Regions from separate parts of the Sus scrofa genome. Here region 1 is linked to region 2. The links are chromatin contacts, called in public HiChIP or PLAC-seq maps. All regions are on one chromosome and are shown on one strand. The core of a region is the stretch at or near the end of the contact, and the rest is flanking DNA. Distances in the headings are between cores, read along the strand shown. Region 1 has its middle 8.0 kb from the start of NICN1. Region 2 overlaps ARIH2 (E3 ubiquitin-protein ligase ARIH2).

Region 1 (6,104 bases), core at 2,847-5,346, 430 kb before region 2:
GGCTGCAGGGCAACCTCAGTGAGAAAGAAAAGGCAGAGGGCTCCAGGTCGGCCAGCCCCTTTCAAAGAGCAAAAAGGCCTGGGACAAGTGGTTGGACATAGTGGCTGGTGTTCTCAGGGTGGCCTAATTATAGCATCTTCTATAAGTTATAGCATTTAATCTAAGCCCACTTTAGTCCTTAATTGTAAAATGGTTGGAGTTTCCATGTGGCTCAGTGGGTTTAGGATCTGGTGTTGTCACTGAAGCGGCCAGAGTCACTGCTACTGTACAGGTTCGATCCCTGGCCTGAGAACTCCCACATGCCCCAGGCATAGCCAAAGTAAAATAAAAAATAAAAGGGTAAGGAACAGGGTAGAAAACAAGGAAGTACTCAAGTCAAAGCACAAAGTTCTTTACTGAGCACCTACTCTTTTCTCAGACATGCAAGAAGGCCAAAGCCAGAGAACTAAAAGTCACAGCCAGGATGACAGAGAATCCTGGGTTCCAGCTCCTCGGGGAAAGGAAACAAGGAGGTGTCTGTAGGGGAGTCAGGCAGTCGGGCCTGGTCTAAGGAGAACAACTGGAGGAAGAGTCACTGAAGATGGGTCTTTGAGAGGAGAGCTGTTGAGTTCTTGCTGGCTTGGGGAATTCCCAGGAGGGGTTCAGTCATAGCAGAGCATGCCCAGGCCTGGCCAAATGGACAAGAATGGGGCAAAGGTGACAGCCTGAGCAGGCCCTGACCAGGCATCATTGACTTTGCTGGAACTTGCCTGACTTTGAGCACAGTGGTCTGGAGCAGGGGCCCAGCAGGGGGAGCTCAGGGAAGGAGGTACGGAAACTGACAAGATAAGCCAGCTGGGCAGCCTGCTGCTGGTCCTGCATTGCCCAACACTAGAGTCACCTCGTTCCAGATTCCTTTCATAATGGGATAAAATGTACCAAGAGTGAGGCCCAGAGTGGAGCCTGGTGGGGCCTAGTGACTTCTGTAGCAGGACAGCGGGTCCCAGGAAAGCCAGGGAAAAACAAGCATTCCTTGGCTCCCTGTCCGCAGCAGCTGCAGGAAGCTACTCCAAACCCAGCTGTACCCAGCAGCCCCCAAGGACCAGAGGAAGTCTTATTTCCTGCCACCCTCCTGATTGAACACAGAGTCTCCTGGATTCGAACAGCTGAATACTCCATGGCAGGCCCCAAAAGAGATGGGGGTGCTATGAGGTGACATTTGGGAAGGCAGCAGAGAGCGTTTCTGAAAACCAACTCTGGAAAGCGGTACCATGGATTTCATTCCCTGTGGCATTGTCCCCAGCCTTTCTTACCTCCATAATCTGAAAAAACTAATGACACTTTTCCCAGACAAACACTCCCTACACACACAATCTTGCCTATAATTTAAAAGTGCTGGAGTTCCCATCATGGCGCAGTGGTTAATGAATCTGACTAGGAACCATGAGGTTGTGGGTTCGGTCCCTGGCCTTGCTCAGTGAGGTAAAGGATCCTGCGTTGCTGTGGCTCTGGCGTAGGCTGGCAGCTACAGCTCCGATTCGACCCCTAGCCTGGGAACCTCCATATGCTGCGGGAGCAGCTCTAGAAATGGCAAAAAGACAACAACAACAACAAAAAAAAAAGTGTTGGAGTTCCCTGGTGGCTCAACGGGTTAAGGATCTGGAGTTATCACTGCTGTGTGGGCATCCAAATCATTCCCAAGCTTCTGGGTCCTGCCTGAATCTCATGTCCTTCTAACCTTCACTACCTACCAAGCACAGCCTTCCCAATGGATTCATCTTGATCCTGAATCACAGAACCCCCGTCATGGCTCAGTGGTAATGAACCCAACTAGTATACATGAGGACTCTGGTTCAGTCCCTGGCATCACCCAGTGTGTTAAAGGATCTGGTGTTGCTGTAAGCTGTGGTGTTGGTTGCGGAGACCAGCTCAGCAGGATGAGGCTGAAGAACAGGTGCTGTGGAACTTAAGGAAAAAAAGTTAACATAAAACAAGACACAGAGACATTTATCTTAAGTAAAGGTGGGAACCGAGGGACTCAAGGTCTCAGGGGCCAAGAGCCCTGCCTCAAGAAACCATACTGCTTTTATTGTGCTCTTTAGATGAGATCAAGTGAGGAGTGGCTATAGGTGGATAATACAGGGTTTGTTTACTATTATATAAGTTCTTTTACTATTTAAAAAGCCACTTAGGTGGTAAAAGGCTAAGCTCTTACTCTGACCTCTAGGCACATAACAGTTCTTAAGCTTAAGTCACTTATGCCTTTAGATCTATGTTCTTAAGCTTAAATCATTTACCAGCACTGTGACAGTTTTTCCAAGCAGGAAGATGGGATCAAGTAAGACAAGAAGATGGGATAAAGTAAAGAAGAACTAGATGGAGTTTTCAAAGAAACATGTCTTACATACCGTAGCTTGGATCTGGTGTTGCTGTGGCTGTGGCATGGGCTGGCAACTACAGCTCTGATTTGACACCTAGCCTGGGAATTTCCATATGCCATGGGTGCAGCCCTAAAAAAACAAAAAAAGAAGAAAAAGAAAGAAAAAGAAATTGAATCCCTCTTATACCATTCAGGGCTTTTGGTAAGCTGCCTAGTGTGGCCAACTCTAGGTGGAGCCTGGCCTTGTTAGTCACTTTTTTTTCTTTGGCTGTGCCTGCAGCATATAGAAGTTCCCAGGGCAAGGAACAAAATTTTGCCACAGCATCCTGCTGTGTAGCACTGGGAACTATGTCTGGTCACTTATGATGGAGCATAATAATGTGAGAAAAAAGAATGTATACATGTATGTGTAACTGGGTCACCATGCTGTACAGTAGAAAATTGACAGAACACTGTAAACCAGCTATAATGGAAAAAATAAAAATCATTATATATATAAAGAATTTTTTTTTTGCCACAGCAGAAACCAGAGCAGTGACAACGCTAGATCCTTAACTGCTGAGCTACTAGCAAACTCCATTTTTTGCCACTTCCTGCCGCCAACCAGCAACTGTGGACCCATCTTCAGGGTAGGAGATGAGAAAAGAACTAGGACCCAGGAGGCTTTTAACCAAGGGCCTAGCAGAATCCTGGCAAGAGTATGATGATGTATTCCTTGAAGTTCCCACTGTGGCACAGTGGGTTAAGAATCAGACGGCAGGGAGTACCTGTTGTGGCTCAGCAGTAATGAACCCAGCTAGTATCCATGAGAATGCAGGTTTGAACCCTGGCCCCGCTCAGTGGGTTAAGGATCAGGCATTGCTGTGAGCTGTCAATTAACATAGCCCGGAAGCTTCCACATGCTGCACCTGCAGCCCTAAAAAGACAGGGAAAAAAAAAATAAGAATTCAGGTGTAAACCATGGAAGAGGGAGCCTAGCATGGTTTCCTTGTTTTTGATTGTTAATGGAATTCTTTTTGTTGTTGTTGTTGTTTTTTTTTTTTGCTTTTTTTTTTTTTTTTTAGTGTCACCCACAGCGCATGGAGGTTCCCAGACTAGGGATTGAATCGGAGCTATAGCCGCTAGCCTGCACCACAGCACAGCAACGCAGGATCTGAGCGGCATCTGCAACCTACACCATAGCTCAGGGCAACACCGGATCCTAACCCACTGAGCAAGGCCAGGGATTGAACCCACTGCCTCATGGTTCCTAGTCAAATTCGTTTCTACTGGGCCACAATGAGAACTCCTGGAATTCTTGATATGATAGTTGCCTTAGTGATACTAGGAGCTAAGATCTAGGAAAGATTTTTGGAAAGTTGAAGGTCCAAGACCCAGGTAAGGAATACCATTCCAGGCATCCAGAGCCCTTCTGCCTATGCCCCCTCCTTCAGCCTTCCATCAAGGAGCCTGATCCTCTTGAGTGAGTGACTCTCTGTTTTCCAGCAGGTGGTGCTGCTGTCCAAACTATGTCTGAGGGTTGCCTGCCAGGAGATGTTTGTTCTCCGAGGGTTGGGACCTACCCTAGGGAAGTGTTCCAGGGGCGGCAAAGCCATTCCATTCACTTACAAATTCAAAAACCACTAATTGAATATATAATGAAATGCGTACCAGGCACTGTTCTAGGTGCTGGGGATTTAACCAGGAACCAGACACACCAAGCTCTTCTTCAGGGTTTATATTTTGGAGCTCTGCTACCACATACAGAAGCCACTAGTAATTCCTGTCATGGCTCAGTGGTTAAGGAACCCAAATAGTATCCACGAGGACACGGGTTTGATCCCTGGCCTTGCTCTGCCGGCTAAGGATCTGGAGTTGCCATGAGCTGTGGTTTAGGTCGCAGGCATGGCTTGGATCCCCAGTTGCTGTGGTTGGATCCCCAGTCGCTGGCAACTACAACTCCCATTCGACCCCTAGCCTGGGAACCTTCCTATGCTGCAGGTTCGGCCCTAAAAAGACAAAAAGAAAACAAAACAAAAAATGGAAGCCACTAGACACACAATACTATTTAGCTCTTGAAATGTGGCTAGTCTGAATTGAGAAGTGCTATAAATGTAAAATATATACCTGATGTCAAAGATTTGGTAGACAATAATGTAAACTATCTAACATTTAAAATATTGGTTTTAGGAGTTCCCATCGTGGTGCAGCGGAAACGAATCTGACTAGAAACCATGAGGTTGCAGGTTCGATCCCTGGCCTTGCTCAGTAGGTTAGGGATCCAGTGTTGCAGTGGCCTGTGGTGTAGGTCAAGGACGAGGCTCGGATTTGGCGTTGCTGTGGCTCTGGCTACAGCTCGGATTTGACCCCTAGCCTGGGAACCTCCATATGCATCGGGCACGGCCCTAAAAAGATAAAAAATAAAATAAAATAAAATATTGGTTTTATATTGAAATGATATTTCATATATTTTGGGTTAAATAGAATGTTTTATTAAAAATAATTTTTGGGGGGGTGCTGCATCTGTGGTATGTGGAAGTTCTCAGGGTCAAATCAGATCGTCAGCTGCTGACCTATGCCACAGCCACAGCAACTCAAAGTCTGAATACTAGTCGGGATCATTACCACTGAGCCACAATGGGAACTCCTTTTTTTTTTTTTTTTAATTGACCTAGTTGTTTTACAATGTGTTAATTTCTGCTCTACAGCAAAGTGATTCCATTGCACTATATACTTTTTCATATTATTTTCATTAATCACAGAATATTGAATAGTTCCCTGTGCTATGCAGTAGAACCTTGTTGTTGACATATGAACTCTTTTTTTTTTTTTTGTCTTTTTGTCTTTTCTAGGGCCACTCCCGTGGCACATGAAGGTTCCCAGGCTAGGGGTCCAATCGGAGCTATAGCTGCTGGCCTACGCCACAGCCACAGCAAGAGCAACGCCAAATTCGAGCCGCGTCCTTGACCTACACCACAGCTCACGGCAATGCGGGATCCTTAACCCACTGAGCAAAGGCCAGGGATCAAACCCGCAACCTCGTGGTTCCTAGTCGGATTTGTTAACCACTGTGCCACAAGGGAACGCCCGACATATCAACTCTTGAAATTGGTTGCCTGAAAGAGTTGAAACTGAATGGGGCCCTGTGGGGAATCCTGTGCACAAAAGCCTTTCTGTGTCCCCCATTTCTTTCTTTTTTTTTTTGTCTTTTTGCTATTTCTTTGGGCCGCTCTTGTGGCATATGGAAGTTCCCAGGCTAGGGGTCGGATCGAAGCTGTAGCCACCAGCCTACGCCAGAGCCACAGCAACTCGGGATCCGAGCCGCGTCTGCAGCCTACACCACAGCTCACGGTAACTCCGGATTGTTAACCCACTGAGCAAGGGCAGGGACCGAACCCGCAACCTCATGGTTCCTAGTCGGATTCGTTAACCACTGCGCCACGACGGGAACTCCCCCCATTTCTTGTTTTTAGGAAATGGGCCTCATTCAGCCTCCATGGCCTTCCCTGACTTCCAAAGGGTAGGTTCAGACAGTTGCTGATCAGGGAAAGGAGAAGATGAAAAAAAGAGAAAAGAAGAAACTATAGTGCAGCCTTGGGGCAGGGTCCTGGTTCCCTCTCAAGGCATACACATAATAATGTAGGCATCTTATACACCTAAGAGAAAGGTTATATTTCTCATGCTTCTTTCAAAAATGTATAGCTGGAGTTCCCGTCATGGCTCAGTGGTTAACGAATCCGACTAGGAACCATAAGGTTGCAGGTTT
Region 2 (6,580 bases), core at 806-3,305:
TTTCATTTTCCTGGTATTTAAAACTGGAGAAGCATCTCCATATTTATCTCATGGCCTTTGATAATCTCTCCCTTCCTTCCCCAGCTCTCTAGGCAACCATTAATTTACTTTTCTTTACAATAGATAAGTTTGCATTTTCTAGTATTTTATACGCTTGCAATAATAAATTTATTTTTTCCGAGTTCCTTCTTGCAGGATACTTATTTTGAGATTTACCAATGATATTTATATAATCAGTCCACTCTTTTTATAATGATGAGAGTATGCTGCTACAGATATGCCACTATTTGTTCAATCATCTGTTTGTGGATATTTGGGTTGTGTCCAGTTTTTGGCTATTACAAGTAAAACTCTTACAGACATGTGAATACCAAAACAATAACAAACGAAGAAGGAACAAACATATGTGAGGGCAGACAACTATCCTGAAGCAGGGATTTGACGTTTTCTACTACAGTATTGTAAAATAAAAAACTTTTAAAACATTCACATTATAACTGCAGATACTATTAGTCATTCTCAAAGCCACTCATTATCAACATGGACATAAGAACCCACTTTTACCTTGATAATAAAATATGAAGTTATATTTAGACATCAAAAAATTATAGGAAACTTATCCAATTTGTGAATATTGGTGGGCAATTTACATCCTACTCTCATTCTAGTTACAAAACCAGTACACTCTGAATGTTGGACATTTCAGCAGCCAAAGAAAGGATGTACTCCTCTCTCATTTCCAAAACCTGAATCATTTCACAATTTTTCTGTATTTCCACATGAATATAATGTAAAACACCTCATCTCACCCCTGAAGATTCTGTTTTATTACGCCTGCATGAAGTTTGGAACTCTATATAAGAACTGTCAACTAATTTTGATATGGACACCAAGCTGGGAACCACCACCTGTATATACCCTCTCTACTCAAAAGTCATCTGGCTTCACAGAAGCCCTTTGACAAGCATGTCTTCTATTTACAAATGCAAACATACAGAAGTAGAGCTTTGGGGTTAGATTCTCAATTTTTGCAATCACTGGCCTGGGCTGAAACAGCTCAATACTCAGTAAGCAACACTTACAAAGAACAAAACATAACCAGGCATTTTTGCTAGGTGCTGTTATACAAAGAAAAAAAAAATGGACCTCTATTTCAAAGAGTTCAATCTCTGGCTTACAAATAACTAATTTCCAAACAACCTAAGTACATACCAAGAAACATGCACAAAGTGGTACAGAGGCAAGAGTGTCCAACTCTGCCTTGGGATCTGGGAGGGCTTCAGAGGAGAAGGGTGTCGAGAAAACCCTCAGTTTCCGGCTTGGTAAATGGTGGTATCACCAATGCAGACAGAGAATCCAGAGAATGAAGTCTGGGCATTGGAATACTTCTTATAAAAGGCGGCAAGGCTATCAACAGACTGGAAAATGATGGTAAGAGCACTGAAGAGATCAGTAAAAATCTAAAACAAGGGATAAAGGAAATGAGAGTGGGTAGAATATGTATTGGGCAGGAAAGAAATTGCTAGTGAAAGTGAGAAAGATTCCTGGAGTTCCTGTCATGGCTCAGGGGTTAGTGAACCCAACTAGCATCCTTGAGGACTAGGGTGCGACCCCTGGCCTCGCTCAGTGGGTTAGGGATCCGGCATTGCCGTTAGCTGTGGTGTAGGTTGCAGACGCGGCTCAGAGCCTGTGTTGCTGTGGCTGTGGCATACGTAGGCCGGAGGCTACCGCTCAGATGGGACTCCTAGCCTGGGAACCTCCAAATGCTGAGGGTGTGGCCCTAAAAAGACCAAAAGGAAAAAAAAGAGAGAGAGAGAGAGAGAAAAACAAACATTCCCACACAGAGACCACTCTTTGTTCATGACTATAAGAACATCTCTGTTCTCCTGTTAAAATCTCCCATACAAACCTCTTCTTCTTGCCTATATTTTCCCCTGTTTATGGTTGATAACTTGTGATTATCATGGTAAAACCATTTCATGTTTATAAAGGGTTGTGATAGTTTAAAGAAAAAGGAACACAACATAAGCTTCAAATTCCGACAATTCATGTCAGCTTAAGTAATTAAGCCACAGGCAGACCACATTTCAGGATGAGCAAGCTAAGAAGCTTCCTGCTGTCTCTATCCATATCTTTCTCAAATCTGTCCTACAATTATTTCCTCTTTTGGGTATAGAAATCTAATCCTTTAAATTTTTGAGTAGTAGGATAAAGACAAAGCTAATTTTAAAAAAAATGAGAGGGGGACAATATTTGGACAGAGCAAAAGTTAAAGTAAGGAGGTACTTCAATAACATGGACCCCAAAATCAACTAAGCACCTCATTAAGGAGTGCTGTCAATGCAGATAGAAGACCAAACACTGCAGTTAACCAGAAATGTAGGAACAGACTATATTCCCTTATAACCTTTTCCTGGTCCCAATACAAAATTCAATTTGTGTTATTTTTATTTCTCTTATTAGTAGGTCCCAGGAGAAGAACACCAGAGGCTCTGGATGAAGGCAAAAGAATCCAAAGTACATGACCCAACTACCACATGCACACTCAGAGGCATCAGTTAGTAATATACCTCCCAGAACCTTCTGCAATGTGGCTATTACTCTCTGACTCAAAACAAACAATCCTAATGGATGTGTGCACGTGTATAGCTGAATCACTGTTGTACAGCAGAAATTATCACAACATTGTAAATCAACTATATTTCAACAAAACTTTAAAAAATGAAAAACACAAAATCCTGAGAATGTGTTTTAAGGAACCACAGCAAACATGTGAAAGCAGCACTCTCATTACTCAACTCTTGCCCTGCTTCCATCATGACCATGTCTGAACACTCTTGTGACAAACACTTTACATGCCTTACCTCATTTAACACTGTGAATAAGGTTATAATCATTATTTTATTTTATTTGTCTTTTTGTCTTTTTAGGGCTGCACCTGCGGCATACGGAGGTTACCAGGCTAGGGGTCCAATCGGAGCTGTAGCTGCCGGCCTACACCACAACCACAGCAATGCAGGATCCAAGCTGTATCTGTGACCTACACCACAGCTCATGACAATGACAGATCCTTAATCCACTGATCGAGGCCAGGGATCAAACCCGCAACCCCATGGTTCCTAGTCGGACCGTTAACCACTGAGCCAGGACAGGAACTCCATAATCACTATTTTACAGATGAGGAAAATAATTTTAGAGATGTTGAGAAACTACCCATGGTCATATTATATTAAATAGCAGAAAAGGAACTGGAATCTAGTTAATCTGACTACTAGTCCAGGCTCAACAGACATAAAGGCCACATCCATCAAAATGTTCAAAATATAACCAGTCTCCAAACAACTGTAACACATAAATACTCACCTAAATGCTCAATGGGGAATGCTTGAGCAAGTCACAGTTCAAGAACAAGATGGTGTACTATACATAAAATAATTTATGATGAAGTAGAAACAAATGGAAATGATTGAAATACATATGAAAAAAACCAGTATAAATACATATACACGATTACTAGAAAGTACTGCTGCCCAAGGCATAGATTTTCGATTATTTTGTTCATAGCTATATTTCCAGTGCCTGGCACATAGCAGGTACTCAATAAATACTAGTTGAATGAATGAATGAATTGCAGCAGAGTAACATTATCTATGAATATGGGCAAAACCTGAAGGATAGCAGGAAGAAAACTTTTATTTTAGGTTAATGGAATTATGAATGATACTCTTTCTTTAACTGTAGTAACATGACAACAATGAAAATTTAAATATAAATATGTTCAGGATTAGGACAGAATGGTAAATTTACATGGTTCTCAAGGTAGTGTGAGAGCACAACAAAAGACTAGAATAAAAGTCTGCTTTGCATCTGAAGAGCTTATTTTCTAGAAGGCAGTGAGCATGCTGTATGTGGTGCCAGGCACACAGTGAGCACACAAAGTCAATGATAACAATAGCATTTCTAAGCTGGCAAGACAGGGGTAACTCCGGCACTAGCTGTACTTAGAGCAATTCGCAATGTCTTCCCGGATATTTCTCACCTCATTTTTAAAAATAAAATTTATAATGCCAGTAAAACATACATCAGACTTCCAGACTAAAGTATGGTGAAGTATATCAATACATCCACTAAAAACCAACTATTAGAAACAAAGGAATTTAATCTCTATTCTACTGAATACAGGCATGCAAAGAAACCTGACATCAGGTCATAAAAATAGAAATCAGATGGCTACTCAGCATACAAACATTTAGTGTTACTAGGCCCAGCTTAAAGATAGTTTCCCATGAATAGAGCACAACCATTATGGAATTCCCTGGTGGCTCAGCAGGTTAAGGATGGCATTATCACTGCTGTGGCTAGAGTTCGATCCTGACCAGGGAACCTCCACATGCCACAAAAGACAAAATAAAAGAGAGAGAAGAAGAAAAAAGAAAAACCAAACAACCATTACTTGGTTACTTAATGAACATATAAGTACAACAATCTTAAAATTCAGCTATCCCAGGATACCAGAAAGTTGATTTAATAAATAAGTCTTTTCCAAAAATCTAGTCACTTGAGAGAAAGGCTAAATATAAGGTATTTTTTGGTTAAGGATATTAACTGTTCATGTTACAAATGACAAATGTATAGAAACCACATTGTTTTGATCAAGGGACTACGAAGACTTCTGCACTTGGAGTCAGAAGTCCTGAAAATTCATGATTCATCCACAAAAGGGAAAAATTATCTCCAAAAGAATGTGAGATATTTTCCAGCCACATTTTGCTGAATGGCAAGCACTAGATCTTAAACAATTTCAAGCAAGATGGTGGCAGAATTGACTGTTCTGGGGAACATTTTCCCAGCTCTAACACAGTTAATACAGCAATTCATAAAACAAGAACTGTAGTAAAAAAAAAAAAAAAAAACCACTCAGAAGAACCAGTTTATTTCTCTAACCTTACCTGAGGAGAACCAGGCTTGAGAAAGGGAGCAGCACAGTTCAGCACTGAAGTTTAAAAAAATCTTTTTTTTTTTTTTTGTCTTTGTCTTTTTAGGGCCACACCCGCAGCATATGGAGGTTCACAGGTTAGGGGTCTAATGAGAGCTGTAGCCACCAGCCTACGCCAGAGCCATAGCAACTCAGGATCCAAGCCATGTCGTGGATGCTAGTTGGGTTCATTAACTGCTGAGCCACGACAGGAACTCCTAAAAAATCTATTTCTTTCTTCTAACAGTAAAGATACCTTAGGCTACATTCATGATCTTCTACATTTTATTCCTTTTTACCTATACATCTGAGCTTCACACTCCAGCCCAGACAGATAACTTTCCCATCCCCATGCTTCACTGACCCACAGACTTATTGCCTGCACTGCTGGCCACACCCCATCTTGAAGCTTCTCCTATCACCCCATCTTGAAGCTTCTCCTATCAACACAAGATTCAAACAAGCTCACTGTAACTCCATGGACTAGACTGAGCTCAAAATGTGGCAACCTGAGCTGCTGCAATGACAATGATGGATCCTTAACCAGCTGTATCATAAGGGAACTCCACAATGACTCTGTTTAGTCATTATTTAAACACCAGCAGTTTCCCCTCATATTAGATAAGCATTTTCCCTATTATCTATTCTCAGCCCTTGATTAATTTTCCTGGGTACTTCCTTTCTCAATTAATAATCTTAATTTACGGAAGTCCTGTTATAGCTTAGCAGATTATGAACCCAACTAGTATTTGTGGGGATGCAGGTTCGATCCCTGGCCTTGCCCAGTGGGTTAAGGACCCAACTTTGCCATGAGCTCTGGTGTAGATCACAGACATGGTGGCTTGAATCTCACATTGCTTACAACTGTGGTAAAGGCCAGCAGCTGCAGCTCCAATATGATCCCTAGCCTGAGAACTTCCATATGCCACAGATGCAGCCCTGGGGTAAAAAAAAAAAAAAAAAAAGGAAAAAATAGTAATAATTTTACTTATGAACTGGTCCCAGAATATATACAGGAAGTTACCCTCTGACACCCAGAACCCTCACTAAACCAAAAGCCTAGTGTCCCAGAAAACTGGGATTTTTCTACTTAAGAGACTTCAAATCCCAAAAGGAAACAGAAGGCCTAACTTTATGTTAAACTATGGCTCATTTATAGGTAACCACCAGAACACAACAAAATGAGTAACACAGATAAGAGTACCAATGGAAAACGCCAGTCCTCAAACTTAGCTTTTGTTTACAGACAGCTGTTCATAAGGCTATAATTTTAAACTATGTACATATCACATGACCTAAATCATATGAAGGAATTACATATCTCAGTGTGTCACAGAGTTGTGCAAAGTGCACCATGATCAATGAGATAAAATCAGTAGTGACCTGGGTGATGACTACTTAGCTCCACTTTCAGAGACACGTGCAACCTGAGAGTGAGAGTAGCCAAAGTACCTGTGAACACCATTCTGTAAACTCAGCACTTAAAATTATTCCTTCTTGTCTCAAAAATTTTTAAATTCAAAAATGAAAACAATGTTAGCTTTTAGCCAGTCCAAGAGAGGGAGACTGTGTGTGATTCCTTCTCCTTTATTCTTAATCAAGCCA

Evidence for each region. HiChIP or PLAC-seq counts read pairs in DNA pulled down with a chosen protein or histone mark.
Region 1: a contact with region 2 is called in an H3K27ac HiChIP or PLAC-seq map of alveolar macrophages. The contact joins two enhancer-like sites. A contact is called at or near these places in 1 of 5 promoter capture datasets (fetal liver) and 1 of 2 datasets of contacts at active chromatin or transcription factors (alveolar macrophages).

What each region holds. Positions count from the first base shown.
Region 1 is chr13:32,012,228-32,018,331 of Sscrofa11.1, reverse strand. No RefSeq gene overlaps it. Among named protein-coding and RNA genes, the nearest start is that of NICN1, 8.0 kb to the right of the region's middle. Within about 2 kb of position 4,096, at least 8 of the 83 cell types and tissues checked have an H3K27ac peak or open chromatin away from gene starts, as enhancers often do. A contact at or near this core is called in alveolar macrophages, where this site is marked.
Region 2 is chr13:31,579,251-31,585,830 of Sscrofa11.1, reverse strand. All of the region lies in intron 3 of ARIH2 (E3 ubiquitin-protein ligase ARIH2), which reads right to left. Among named protein-coding and RNA genes, the nearest start is that of ARIH2OS, 12 kb to the right of the region's middle. Within about 2 kb of position 2,055, at least 5 of the 83 cell types and tissues checked have an H3K27ac peak or open chromatin away from gene starts, as enhancers often do. A contact at or near this core is called in alveolar macrophages, where this site is marked.